Regions from separate parts of the Sus scrofa genome. Here region 1 is linked to region 2. A link is a contact called in public Hi-C data. All regions are on one chromosome and are shown on one strand. The core of a region is the stretch at or near the end of the contact, and the rest is flanking DNA. Distances in the headings are between cores, read along the strand shown. Region 1 overlaps COL28A1 (collagen alpha-1(XXVIII) chain). Region 2 overlaps LOC102161092 (a long non-coding RNA gene).

Region 1 (6,932 bases), core at 1,429-3,928, 310 kb after region 2:
TATCCTTAGTTTTGCTTCTTGACCCACACAGCCTAAAATATCTGCCGCCTGCACTTTCACCAAAAATTTTGCCTCCTCCTGCCTTAGAGAATGAACTATTTGGTTCTCCTGCCTCCTCCAAGAGGAACTCTATCCATCACATTCACTGGTAATCACACCTGCCCTGAGCCATGCCCATCTTCACAGCCAGGCCTCCCGCTGTGCTGATTACCCAATCCAAGCATACCAGCATAGGGGGCCAGTGATCCAAGTGCTAGCTCTTAATTCTAATCCTGTGAGGCAATGGCTCCAGACATGGTCAGGATTTGGGCCACAGATAACCACCCTATTCAATCCCATGGCAAAGAAAAAAACACTAACCTGGTAAAATTTTCACAAAAAAAAAAAACGGTTAGGCAAAATTATGCTTCTAGATTGAATCTATTCTACTCTTTTAAAAAGAGACCAATTACTTTTAGATACAAATTCATGTATATAGAACATATGCAGTTCTTTTAAAGACCTTTATTGAGGTGTGATTCTGTTTTAAAATAGGGCAATTCTTTTTTTTTTCTTGAAGTATAGTTGATTTACAACATTGTGTTAATTTCTGCTCTACAGCAAAGGGATTCAGTTGTATGAATATACATACAGACTTTTTTTTTTTCCTTTTTATGGCTGGACCTTTGGCATATGGAAATTCCCAGGCTAGGGGTCAAATCAGAGCTTCAGCTTAGGGCCATGCCACAGTCACAGCAATGCCGGATCCTTAACCCACTGAGCAAGGCCAGGAATCAAACCCACATCTTCATGGAGGCTACACGGGGTCCTTTACCTGCTGGGCCACAATAGGAATTCCTATACACTCTTTTTTTAATATTCTTTCCCATTATAGTTTATCATAGGAAAACATGGCAATTCTTCATCAACAAAAGCTTTTTTCAAAATACGGAAAAATATTCACGTTAAGACTAACTAAGACGTAAAGAGTAATCACTGTTCCAATACAACACATTTCCTATATGACGGCTTTTCTCATCATTTGCCTCTTGAACCATCTGCAACAGAAGGCACTTATTTAAGAAAAGCCGATTCTTGGGACCCACCCACGTCCCAAATTCAGATCTCTCGGCATAGTGCCAAGATACAGGGGTTTGTATCAAGCTCCCAGGCAGTACTGATGGACAGTGAAGTTGAAGAATCATTGGTCTACAGGGCATTCTTTGTTTTGTGTCTGCTCCTGTCTAGCTGGCACATTTTTTTTTTAGAGGTACTTTAATAGTCTGGTCCTTGAATACACTCCTTCATACAATTAGCATGTTTCTAGAGGACTGAACTCTCTCAGGTTTGCCATTTCTGTTTCCTGACACATCTGGACGACCTCGATATTCTCTCCTGCTTGAGTCAGGACACCTAATTGCTTGCTTCACAATATCCTTACTTCTTCCTCAGCATCCCATCTTGGACAGTTTATCAGGACACCTACGCCCCACCTTCCATTTCACAGTATTGATTTTTTCCTTTCTGAATGACTCCATGAGTTGAACACTTACTATGTGCCAGGAGCTGTGCTAAGTGCTTTACTCACTTTTAGTCTTCACAACGACGCTGAGAAATAGATACTATTACTCTTTTTTTTCCCCTACGATTGAAGTGATGGGTGCCCCAAGGTTCCTAGGATGGTGCAGAGTGGGAGTCCACTCCCCACCTTGTGAAGCCCTGCTCTTCATCCTCACTGAACCACCTCTCCATCTGCAACGTTTCTGTTCTTGTTCAGCCAAACAAGCTGATGGAGAATTGCTGTCTCCTATGGTCCTAACTTCATCTCAACTTCTGAATATCTGGTTGTTACTAGAGAGGACCGACACACAGATGCTCTCCTAGAAGCATAAGTGTTCCCACTGTGGCTCGGCAGGTTAAGACCTGACATAGTGTCTGTGAGGATGTGGGTTCAATCCCTGGCCTCACTCAGTGGGTTAAGGATCTGGTGTTGCTGTGAGCTGTGGTGTAGGTCACAGATGTGGCTCAGATCTTGTGTTACTGTGGCATACACACTGCAGCCCTGATTCAACCTCTAGCCCAGGAACCTCCATATGCCTCAGGTGTGGCCCTAAAAAGACAAAAAAAAAAAAAAAAAAAAAGGAAAGAAAGAAAAGAAAAAGAAGCATAAACATTCCAATGAAGATCTCATGTTCTATGCAGTCTCTTTATTTGATACTATTATGGTCTGGAACAGTATGTTTTCTAAAGCCTTTTTCATTTGGGGACTTTTTTTTTAATTTATTAAGAAGGAAACAGCGAATATAAACCAGCTATGATGGAAAAAATAAAAATCATTTAAAAAAGAAACAGCAGAAATCTAATATTCCATTAAAACCATATATAATTACCATCTTCCCAAAACATAAACGAGAATATAAGAAACATACCTTCGGTCCTTCTGGCCCAGGAAATCCCCTCTGTCCTTGATTTCCTTTGCTCCCTTTCTTTCCTTCATCCCCCTAACAAAAACAATTATAAAAACAATTGTTATATTAATAGTCTTTCCAACGTCTTAACCTTATCCTGGCCAGATCCTCAGTAAATACCAACTGTAAAGTGATGTTCCCCAGGACCAGCACAGCTGTACAGGGTTTGTCGATGTTCTTGAGCAGATCAGATGAATTCAGAACTGTTCAGTGCTTCCCGTTTATTCAGTAGGATTTAATATTTTCTAGACTCAATGTTCACTATCTTTCTGTGGGGATTTTGAACTTACAATTCTTTTGCCTTCTCACTCTATTAACAGATGGTTCTGAGACAGTCACAGTTTCAGAAGAGAGCCATCTATGCTTTTTCCTGCTGTTTTTCAGCTTTCGGGCTATTTCAGTTTTAAAATGTAAAATGAGACATTTTTCAAATCCAGCTCCATTTCTTTCTCAGAGGAGAGGCTAGTCCTTTCTCTGTAAGGAAGCCAATAATTCACTTGGCAGCAAGATGAGTGAGCATCAACCCAGGGCAGAGCTAGAAACTGCCTGGTATTCTCCAACAGGCTTGTCTACACCTGTGGTCTCCGCAGGGAACTGCATTACCTTCAACCAGAAGCCTCAGGGCATTCCCAAACTCTCCTTCTTCTAAGGCTTATCAGCAAGGCACTATACCTAAGTGTGTGCCCACCTCACCAAAAGAACTCCTTGGGCTTTGTAGCCAAGGCCATTCTGTACTTATAACAGAAATGATGGTACCACACTTTTCACACCTGTGCATGCATCTGAGTCACCTAGGGATGGCTGGGCCCCACACTCAGTGTTCCTGATTTAGTAGTTCTGCATGGCAGTCCAATAATTTACTTTTCTGATGCACTCCCTGGTGATGCTGGTGCTGCTGTTCCTGGGACCACACTTTCAGAACCACTGGACTCTACCAAAGTCATCAGAAACCAGACACTTTTCTAAGAAGAAGAGGTAACTATAGAGTCCACAGATATATGATTAACTCCCTAACACACATACTGATGGAGAGTAGTGACAGAAAATTTTAAAAACTTGTTAAATGTCCCAAAATCACTTATTTTATCATTATCATTTGCCAATAGAGATGAAATCTATCCACAACTATTTATTTCCTCCCACTCACTACCAAACTTAATTTATTGATCTAAAGCCAACAGCAGGTGTGTCCCTGGCATGGCACAGAGGAAATGAATCCAACTTGGAACAATGAGGTAGGGGGTTTGATCCCTGGCCTTGCTCGGTGGGTTAAGGATCCAGCATTGCCGTGATCTGTGGTGTAGGTTGCAGACTCGGCTTGGATCTGGTGTTGCTATGGCTGTGGCTGTGGTATAGGCCAGCGGCTACAGTTCGAATTAGACCCCTAGCCTGGGAACCTCCACATGCCGTGGGCGTGGCCCTAAAAAGAGAGAAAGACAAAAAAAAAAAAAAAGAAGAAGAAGAAGAAGCCATCAGTAGGAATCCACTAAATAAAGTGCCAACATTGAGACACAGCATGTGTTGGGTATGTGATATGGCCTTCCATAAGCCCCAAATCACCTCAAAGCCCAGCTCTAGTTAACGTCTATTCTCCTTGCCCTGCTGGGATATTTCCCACCACACATTGCTTTCCTCTTGAAAACATTTCTCCTTGGTTTCCCTGACATGGTTCTGTGTATTCATTCTATCTATCTTCATGCTGTTCTGAATGCTCTTTCTCCAACTACTGCAAAACACGGATTCAAAGCTTAGCTCTCTTAGATATCATTTGTTCCCAAGGGTATATGGAAGAAAACATTAGCTCTCCTGAATGTTAGTGGGCAATTACTTCTAGAACTTTTTTTTGGCATGATGTTAAAAGGATATTATCTGTTCACATTTCCACTTCCTCCTGCCCACCCTCCCACCCCAAAAGTAGATCTCATAGTCTGGTTAGTAATTTTAAGTGTTTGAAATTCTACAAGTATATTTACATTTCAAATTCTCACATTTAAGGTTAATGACTCAGTTTTAGACAATGTTCTCAAAAGATATATCTTAAGCTATCAATTGCTATTTTAATAGGATTATAAATAGAACATTAGTAAGTATATAGATTTTATTTTTACTTTACTCATATATAATTCTTCGGAATATTTATATGAGCATTGATGACTGAACATAAGAACTGCTGGAACATCTGACCCCTTAGGTCTTATTGATGAATTTTGATATTCTCATCTTGACATATAAAGATATTACTCAACTATCATTTCTACAATGCGTAAAATAAATTTATGCCGTGTTGTGAAAGTGCCACTTAATAGGTGATATTTTTCATTACTGCATGAGCATGTAGAAATATTTGGAAAAAATTTATGAACTTTCAAGTCTCAAGGATGTATCTCAAGGCTCTTTTTTCCCCTGTGATGTATTTTATAAATGTCAATCTAGCTGTTTATTGAGAAAACATATGTTGAACTCTTCCTATAGGCTGGGCCTATGACAGTTGTTAGGAAAATGAAAAATGAATAATACATGCTTCCTGTCTTACAAAAGCTCAAAAGCTAGTATCCATAATTTTAAGCCAGAAGTAAATACCTTTGACATAGCAAGAAAATGATCAAATTTCTCCTGTCCTTAGTGTCAGGGCCAGCAAACAGGCAGTCTGCTCCCCATTCTCTAACACTGTAGATTATTCCATACCTTGAGACCAGGTTGTCCTTTTCCAGGTGGTCCTTCAGGGCCTCTTGCTCCTGGAAGCCCTGCTTCTCCCTGGAGAAAATGACACTGATGTCTTAGAGGTCCCACTACAGACACCCACCTTGACTCTTCTTACAGCCAGTAGATTCTCTGCTGAGATCCTCCAAAACACAACACAACTTAACTCTAGTCTCGAAATTAATTTGGAAGTTTGCCAACTTGAATAAATTAATATTCAACTACAGTTTCACTCAGAGCAGCTGAAATATCATGAAAAGTCCAAATTCTCAGCCAATTTCCAAAGCAATAAGCTCACTTTCCTTTGGCTCTTCATTCACATTGGGTGGTTTGTTTTTTTAAAAAAAAAAGAAAAGAAAGACTTTCGGCCTCTCCATCTGCTATTTTTCACTACTTATATTGAAAAATGAGTATTTCAAATGTCAACTCAAAATATTTCAGGAAATCTTTCTAATGGCCTTACTTCTTGAATACATTTACAGACTCTCCTTTTGGAGAAAGGAAAAAGGTGTTTTTCTCTAAGCTTAAATGAAAGTGCTTTCTAGGAATCCAAGGGGACTAGGTCAGTGTAGAATAGTTCTCCAAAACACCAGAGAGAAGGCAGATACTTCTCAGCCTTTGAATCGGTACTCTTTCTATCTGAAGTAAATGAAAAAGGAAATTTAGTGTTGCGGGATTTTTTTCTTAAAAAGACTGAGTTTATCTTGAATGGCTTAATTTGAGCTCCTGCACTACCAAGATATAGTACGGTTCAATAGTTTTACTTCACTAATACGCAAAACAGTGTTACCTTCTTGCCTGCTGCTCCATCTTCTCCTGGTACTCCTGGCTGTCCTGGGAGTCCTGTTGAGCCTGGCTCCCCCTGGTGGATGAGCAAAGATTTTACTTCTCAGATGTTCCTATTTACCATGTTACGCCATTCTGAAGTATTTGGAATTGAATATATCTTCTAATGTCTGAGAAAACCCTGTGAGTAGGGAAATCCGAGCAGTAACGAATAGTCATTAAACCATCTAACCATGAGCATTGTTTATCCTCTCTGGGACTTGGTTTTGGATTATGTTGTTTGTAATGGATTGAATTGTGACACCTCCACCCCCAAAAAGATATGTTGAAGTCTTAAACTTTGGTACCTGTGAATGGACCTTATTTGGTAATCAAGTTAAGATGTAATTTGAAGTTCTTGTTATGGCTCAGTGGTAACGAACCCAACTAGTATCCATGAGGATGTGGGTTTGATCCCTGGCCTCACTCAGTGGGTTAAAGATCCAGCATTGCTGTGAGCTGTGGTATAGGTCAAAGATGTGGCTCGGATCTGGCATTTCTGTGGTTGTGGTATAGGCCAGCAGCTGTAGCTCTGATTGGACCCCTAGCCTGGGAAATTTCACACACCACAGATATGGCCCTAAAAGGAAAAAAGAAAAAAAAAATAGACGTAATCAGGTTAAGATGAAGATCAGGTTAAGATGGTTCCTAAGCCAAAGTAACTGATATCCTTATAAGAAGAGGGAAACATGAAGACAGACACATGGGGAGAACACCATGTGACAACAGAAGCCAAGATTAGAGTGACATAGCTTCAAGACAAGGAATTCCAAGGATCGGCTCCCACCAGGAGCTTAGAAGCACGAAAAGTTCTTCCCTAAAGTTTTTGGAGGAAGCATGACCCAGCAGATAGCTTGATTTTTTTACTTCTGGCTTCCAAAACCATAAGACAGTAAGTTTCTGTTTCATTAAGCCACAGAGTTTGTGGTAATTTGTGATAGCAACCCTTAAAAAACTAAT
Region 2 (7,178 bases), core at 1,351-3,850:
GGTCTAAAAAAAAAATTAGATCCTTAAGCATAGGCAAGCCTTCCCAGGTAGAGAGGGAGAATGGGCATTCTTTTAAAAAGGAATCCTTTAAGCAAAAGCATGGAGGTTGGACATGAGGCAGGAGATAGGTAGGTCCCCGGCTAAGCAAACGGAATCTGACCCCTATGAACAAATACTCAGGATAAAGATTATGGCAGGAACAAGGACAAACTGTTTCCTGCTTGGATAAAAGATAAAGAGATCACATATTTCCCATTCTTGAGGCAAGGAATCTCCTGAACTACACATGTGCAGAAAGGTTCCTTAGCGGTCAGCGAAGGGCGGGGCGCCAGACCATAATACCTCCTGTCAACTTCCCAGACACTCTTGCACTAGCATGCGTCTTGGATAAAAGAGCAGGACACAGAGGGGAGGGCCCTGGGTCAGGCCAAATTTCGGCCTCAAGGCCAGACAAAGTGAGACGATTGGCCAGAGGAAGCCCAGAAGGACTGTCCCCATAAAAGTGATTTAAACCACCTCCAAAGCACGGGTAAAGCATTCCAAAGCATTCTCTCTCTCTAGCTCGTTGTTTGTGTCTTTCTCTGCACCACTGCCCCCCAACCCCACCCCAGCCAGGCCTGTGCTTTCTCCACACCTCTCTCTTAATAAACACTTGGAGTTCCTGTCGTGACTCAGCAAAACAAATCTGACTAGTATCCAGGTTTGATCCTTGGCCTCTCTCAGTGGGTTAAGGATCTGGCATTGCCATGAGCTGTGGTGTAGGTTGCAGATGAGGCTCGGATCTGGTGTTGCTGTGGCTGTGGTGTAGGCCAGAGGCTACAGCTCTGATCCGACCCCTAGCCTGGGAACCTTCATATGCCATGAGTGTGGCCCTAAAAAGCAATAAATAAATAAATAAACACTTGATTTGCCTCACTATGCTGTTTTGTTCCCGAATTTTTTTTCTCCAAAGGGATGAGGACTGGGGACCTACATCAAGTTGCTGGTCCTTGTGGTCTAGTGGTTGGGGTTCAGTGCTCTCAGCACACAGCCACCCGAGAACAGAGTAAGGAACATTTGCAAAATGCCGAAATTGGCAGACAAATAAGGTTGGGGTAAGAAGGAATCAAGATCTTAAGCAGCAGACCCTGCTGCTTTCTTATAACAACCCATTTCATAAGCATTAATTGACTCTTTAAAGGACTTAAATACTGTAGGATTTTTCAAGACTTGTCCTAAAGGTAAATTCTTCACGAGGAATTCGACAGGTTCAAGTCATACAGGCTGTGTAGTCTCGTGTGTGCGAAAGAAATGACTCTGTTTAGGCTCCCTTGCAGAATGTCTCTTGGAACCCCAATGCCTGCCTGTGGTTTTTCTTTCTACTTTTTTTTTTTTTTTTTTGGCTACACCCACAGCCTATGGAAGTGTCTGGGCCAGGTATCAAATCCAAGCTGCAGCAGCAACCTATGGCACAGCTGCAGCAACACCGGATCCTTAACCCACTAAGCTGGGCTGGGAATCGAACACCTACCTCCTCAGGGCTCCAAGCTGCTGCAGTATGATCCTTAACCCACTGTACCACAGTGGAAACTCCAGTGTTGTCCTTTTATTTTTTTTCTTTATGCTGCTTTATGCTTCTATCCTTTGCCTTTAAATAAAGAAGCAGGGGGGAAAAAATCTCAAAAAAATAGACTGAGGGAATCTAAAGAATTGGGCAACATAGTGAGATATATATTTATCTTTAAGTGAGAAGCAAAATGATCTACATTTTGGGAAGATCAATGTGTGGGATACAGTGGAGGAAGGAGTAACCACAGATTGTGGGGTAGCATGCAAGTATACAGGACCCCCTGTTATCTGCCCTCTGTCCTCCCATCGCTTCAGCCTAGGCCTTCACGTAGCCCCGCCCAGCTATATGCCAGTCGGCCAATCACTTGCATTTCCTCATCCAAACCAAGTCCTATGCGCGTGGGGCTCCTTCTCCTGGAAGAGCCATTTTCTGCTCCCTCACTAGGCTTACACTGGCAAAAAGCCATCTCTCCTCCCATCAGTTCTCCCAGAAGCTTTGCCATGAAAGAAATCAAAGTCTGCAAGTATAAAACTTGTCTCCAGGATCAAAGAATGTGTGTATAAACTAAATAAGGAACAAAGACGCAAAGTTTCTACTGTCAAATAATGTATAAACTTGGAAGAAGAAGAAAAAAACTTCTTGTCTTTTAACATATTAATTTACAAGCAACAAGGTTTCATTTCTGGGTCTCCTTACTGTCAGTTGTTTATCTGGGGTCTTGAAAACCACTGAAACTTGGAGTAACGTCCATAATACATAACCACTAGGGATTACCCCAGAAGACAACCACAGCCCAATTTTGTTTTGGTACACAATGTGCTGTCTCTCCCCCTCAATGCACTACCAACCAAAAAGATGCTTCCTGGCTATTGGCAAGAAATTAGAGATTGGATATTACATCATTGGATTTATTTTTATAGGCCCAAATTGAGAAATGTTTGAGAAAATGAATAAGGACTAAAGAGGATCATCTGGGCCTTTCCCAAGGTTCAAAAGCAAACAGGAAAACAAGTAATTCACATCCTTTATACATCTTAAGTAAAACACATCATTAAACTTTAAGTGTAGTCATCCACAAGTGCAAATATTGGCCAAGGGGACACATCTGCCAGGCAGTGGCTAATGAAAAGCACAAATATTTGTCAAGGGGTTTCAGTGCCAGGACCCAACCCTGGTGAAGACGAGAAGCCAGCTGATGCCTCTGGGGGCAGGTGGGGCATCAGTGAGCTGAGATGATTGATAAACCCAGGCTTTCTGAGGGAAGAGGCAGGAAGAGAACTTTCATCGGGAAACCCATAGGACAAAGGTCTTCACTGGAATATCCGTATTTTAAAAGTATAAAAATACTGATGCTCAGCCCCTATCCTCAGACTTAATTGGTCTAAGGAAGGTCCCCGTGTGGAGTCTTTCCAGGTTATTCTAAGTTTAAGAACCACTGAAAGAGCAGGCAGGCAGGGGAGTTAAACCTGCGGAATGAGTTCAGCATTGCAATAATTCCCTGATGAGAACTCATTCTCATCCCAACCCACCCCTCCCCAGCCTACCCACCCTCGCCCTACAACCACCAGCTCAGTTTTGATGTCTCCCAAGTCCGGCCCCTAGAAGACAGAAGATGCATCTTTGCCCTCTTCCACCCCAACCCTCATGCCAACCCTCACCCCAGCACAGCTGCCTGAATCAATCAATCATCAGGTTCTGTCTATTCCATCTATTCTCAAATCTGCCTTCTACTTCCATCTCCAGAGTTGCTGCCTTATTTTGGGCATCTGTTTGCTCAACAAATAATAATTACTAAGTTTCCACTACTCTTCCAGCACAGGGTATGTACACTGCATTGGTGAATAAAACAGACACAGTGTTTGCCCTGTGGGGCTTACAGTCTACTTGGGGAGCAAGGCTATAATAGGTAAGTGATCCAATAAGTTTAAGAATAAAAATGTAAGGAGTTCCCTCCAGAGAAAATCATGACTCACAAAGACACATGTACTCTGATGTTCATTGCAGCACTATTTGCAATAGCCAAGACATGGAAACAACCCAAATGTCCATTGACAGAGGAGTGGATCTAGAAGATGTGGTACATATACACAATGGAATATTACTCAGCCATTAAAAGGAATGAAATAGTGGCATTTTTAGCAACATGGATGGACCTAGAAATTATCATGCTAAGTGAAGTCAGTCATACAATGAGACACCAACATCAAATGCTTTTACTGACATGTGGAATCTGAAAAAAAGGACAGACTGAACTTTGCAGAACAGATGCTGACTCACAGACATTGAAAAACTTATGGTCTCTGGAGGAGACAGTTTGGGGGGTGGGAGGATGTGCTTGGGTTGTGGGATGGAAATCCTGTGAAATCAAATTGTTATGGTGATTATACAACCACAGATGTGATAAATTCATTTGAGTAATAAAAAAAATAACATTTTAGAAAAAAATAAAATAAAAAAATAAAAATGTAATAAATTTGACTAGTATCCATGAGGACGCAGGTTCAATCCCTGGCCTTGCTCAGTGGTTTAAGCATCCCGTGTTGCTGTGGCTGTGGCATAGGCCAGCAGCTCCAGATCCAATTCAACCCCTAGCCTGGGAACAGCAGGGGAGGTAGAGGAAATGGTGTTAGATGAGGACGGCAGGAAGGTCACATACATTCTTCTATACTCACATTATAATGACCTTAGCAACATTCCTTTCCAATCCATTACCAGAGTGAATCTTGTAAAAGCCCAGGCACCTTAGGAGAGTTCGTAGCTTCTTCAGGACCCACTCCCACCCACCATGCCAGGATCACACATGGCCCCCCGCCCCCCAGGCTCTAACCCCCACCCCAGGCCACTAGCAGCTGCAGGATCACCAGATCTTTTCACCAAGTATGCCATCCCCCTGCCACGAATGCCTTTTCCATGTCCTCCATGTTCCTACTTGTCCCTGCTTGTCTTATGTCACCTCCTATAAGAAACCTCATCAGGAGTTCCAGTCATGGCCCAGCAGAAACGAATCTGACTAGCATCCATGAGGACACTGGTTCAATCCCTGGCCTCGTTCAGTGGGTTAAGGATCTGGCGTTGCCATGAGCTGTGGTGTAGGTTGCAGATGCAGCTCAGATATGGCATTGCTGCGGGACAAAAACAAAAGCAAAAACACCCAAGAAGCCTCATGGGACCCTCCCTGGTTTGAGGGGGTGAGGCTTCCATTTTTCTGGAGTTCCAGGGCACTCCAGTGCCCTTCACTCTGCCATGTGACTAAAGTTTTCCTGGTCTGCTCCTTCTCTGACTTGGAGATCTTCCTGTATCTTATTCCTCTGTTTCCTGTGCCTGGCACATGCTTGGCACTTTAAGACACAGAACATTCGAATGTACACCTGGAAGGTCTTTTAACCTGCTTTTGGCCTCTTAACTGGTCCTGCTGGGTCTTAAAGAGATGACCAGCTCTCTTGATTTGCTCATAAACACTAAAGCCAGGAGTTGAAGACATCTTCTATCTTCAAAGTCCATGTTTTTCCTGCATAACATTGTCACAATTTTCTCTACACTCTTTTTAAAATCATTGACACCACTAAAATCACATATCTAACAAACAGATTTAGAAATTTGACAATTAGACAATTTAGAAAAATACAGATAAACAAAAAGAAAACATACTCAATTCCCATTTCCAACCACAATTGTTAACACCGCCCCTTGTATCCTTCCTGACATTTTCCCACACAAAGTCGTAATACAAACACTCCAGGTGTGACTAGGCATAAAGGTATGGATGCTCAGGCGCTGTTCTCTGCTTCACAGTTCCAGGGCCATGATTGCCCAATTTCACACAAAAGAGACTACTTATTTGCTGCCCAGAGATCAAAACTGTGGTTCGACAGTTTTTTTACACTTCACCAGCTGCTTAGAACAGAACACGTTACTTCGTTTTAGACTAGGAATTCTTTTTTTTTTTTTTTTTTGTCTTTTTGCCTCTTTTTGTCTGTTGTTGTTGTTGCTATTTCTTGGGCCGCTCCCGCGGCATATGGAGGTTCCCAGGCTAGGGGTTGAATCGGAGCTGTAGCCACCGGCCTACGCCAGAGCCACAGCAACGCAGGATCCGAGCCGCGTCTGCGACCTACACCACAGCTCACGGCAACGCCGGATCGTTAACCCACTGAGCAAGGGCAGGGACCGAACCGGCAACCTCATGGTTCCTAGTCGGATTCGTTAACCACTGCGCCACGACGGGAACTCCTAGACTAGGAATTCTGTACCTCTATTATAAGCTCAGTATTTTCAAGCTCTCTGTGAATTAGTCCTATCCACCACAGGCTTTTTCTGTTCGGTTTCTATCTGGAGTCCCCAGTCCTGCTGCTCTAATGTGTGCTGAGTGCTCTGTAGGCTGCTGCCAGCGATCATCCTGGGACTTTACTACCCTGCTTCCTATGCACTACCCTCACCCTACCCCACCTTCATCTTTCTTTCTCTTTTTGTAAAATGCTTTTTAGGACTGCAAATGCAGCATATGGAAGTTCCCAGGCAAGGGGTCTAATCAGAACTGCAGCTGCCGAGCTACACCACAGTCACAGCAACTTGGGATCCATGCTGCATCTGCGACCTACACTTCAGCTCGTGGCAATGCTGGATCTTTAACCCACTGAGGGAGGCCAGGGATAGAACCCACATTCTCAAGGAAACTAGCTCGGTTCATTTCCACTGAACCACAAGAGGAACTCCTCAAGTAACTTTTTAAGAAAAGATGTGTTGGAGAAAAAAATTTCTATTCTCTAAACATTTGAAAATGCCCTTTTCCCCCTTCAAATTCAATTGATATTTTAACTAAACATAGCAATTTGGATTTAAAATGCCCCAGGCAACTTTGAAAGCCTTTCTCCATATTTTTCTTAACATCTCATAATGCTAAGTTTGACACAGTTAATTCTTTGTAAATCTTCCATCTCTACCTCTCTCTCTCTCTCACCAAGCCCCTATCCTCTCAGGTGTTTTCGTTTTTTGTTTTTGCTTTTTAGGGCCGTACCCTCAGCATATGGAGGTTTCCAGGCTAGGGGCTGAATCAGAGCTACAGCTGCGGTCTACAGCATAGCCACAGCAATGCAGGATCTGAGCCGAGTCTTCAACCTACACCACAGCCCACTGAGTGGGGTCAGGGATCAAATCCACAACCCCATGGTTACTAGTCAGATTTGTTTCTGCTGTGCCACACTGGGAACTTCCCAGCCTCAGGTTTTAAGGTGTGTGCGCTTCTGTGTGTAATTGCTAGGTACAAGGGAATGTATATTTTACAGAGGCTGGCAGAATAATGCTTGCTTCCTATCCCTTTCAAAGGTGTCCACGCTCTAACCTTAGAACTTGTGAATTTGTCTTTTACATAGTAAAAGGGATTTGGCAGACATGATTAAGGTTATTCACCTAGTGATGGGAAGATTATCCTGGGTTATGTGGGTACCCCAGTCTAACTACATGAGTCCTTAAAAGTGAAGCCTTTTCTCACTGCGTCAAAACTGGGACAGGAGGAAGAGATGTGAAGTGTGAGAGGGGCTTGAGCTGTCATGGCTGGCCTTGAAGATGGAGGAAGGGTACCATGAGCCAAAGACCACAGGTGGACTCTGGATCTGCCCTCAGCTGACAGCCAGCA

The links. A called contact is a pair of places that touch in the nucleus more often than the background predicts.
Region 1: a Hi-C map of retroperitoneal adipose tissue shows a contact between it and region 2, with 2.3 times the contacts expected there. The contact joins two enhancer-like sites. A contact is called at or near these places in 1 of 5 promoter capture datasets (liver), 26 of 47 Hi-C or Micro-C datasets (alveolar macrophages, blood, brain and 14 more) and 2 of 2 datasets of contacts at active chromatin or transcription factors (alveolar macrophages and skeletal muscle).

The regions. Positions count from the first base shown.
Region 1 is chr9:77,750,988-77,757,919 of Sscrofa11.1, forward strand. COL28A1 (collagen alpha-1(XXVIII) chain) reads right to left here. Exons shown (of 35, transcript XM_021063396.1): 19 at 5,938-6,009; 20 at 5,133-5,201; 21 at 2,409-2,480. All of the region lies in intron 2 of LOC110255476 (a long non-coding RNA gene), which reads left to right. Among named protein-coding and RNA genes, the nearest start is that of COL28A1, 87 kb to the right of the region's middle. Within about 2 kb of position 2,679, at least 1 of the 83 cell types and tissues checked has an H3K27ac peak or open chromatin away from gene starts, as enhancers often do. A contact at or near this core is called in retroperitoneal adipose tissue, where this site is marked.
Region 2 is chr9:77,436,246-77,443,423 of Sscrofa11.1, forward strand. All of the region lies in intron 3 of LOC102161092 (a long non-coding RNA gene), which reads right to left. Among named protein-coding and RNA genes, the nearest start is that of C1GALT1, 70 kb to the right of the region's middle. Within about 2 kb of position 2,601, at least 2 of the 83 cell types and tissues checked have an H3K27ac peak or open chromatin away from gene starts, as enhancers often do. A contact at or near this core is called in retroperitoneal adipose tissue, where this site is marked.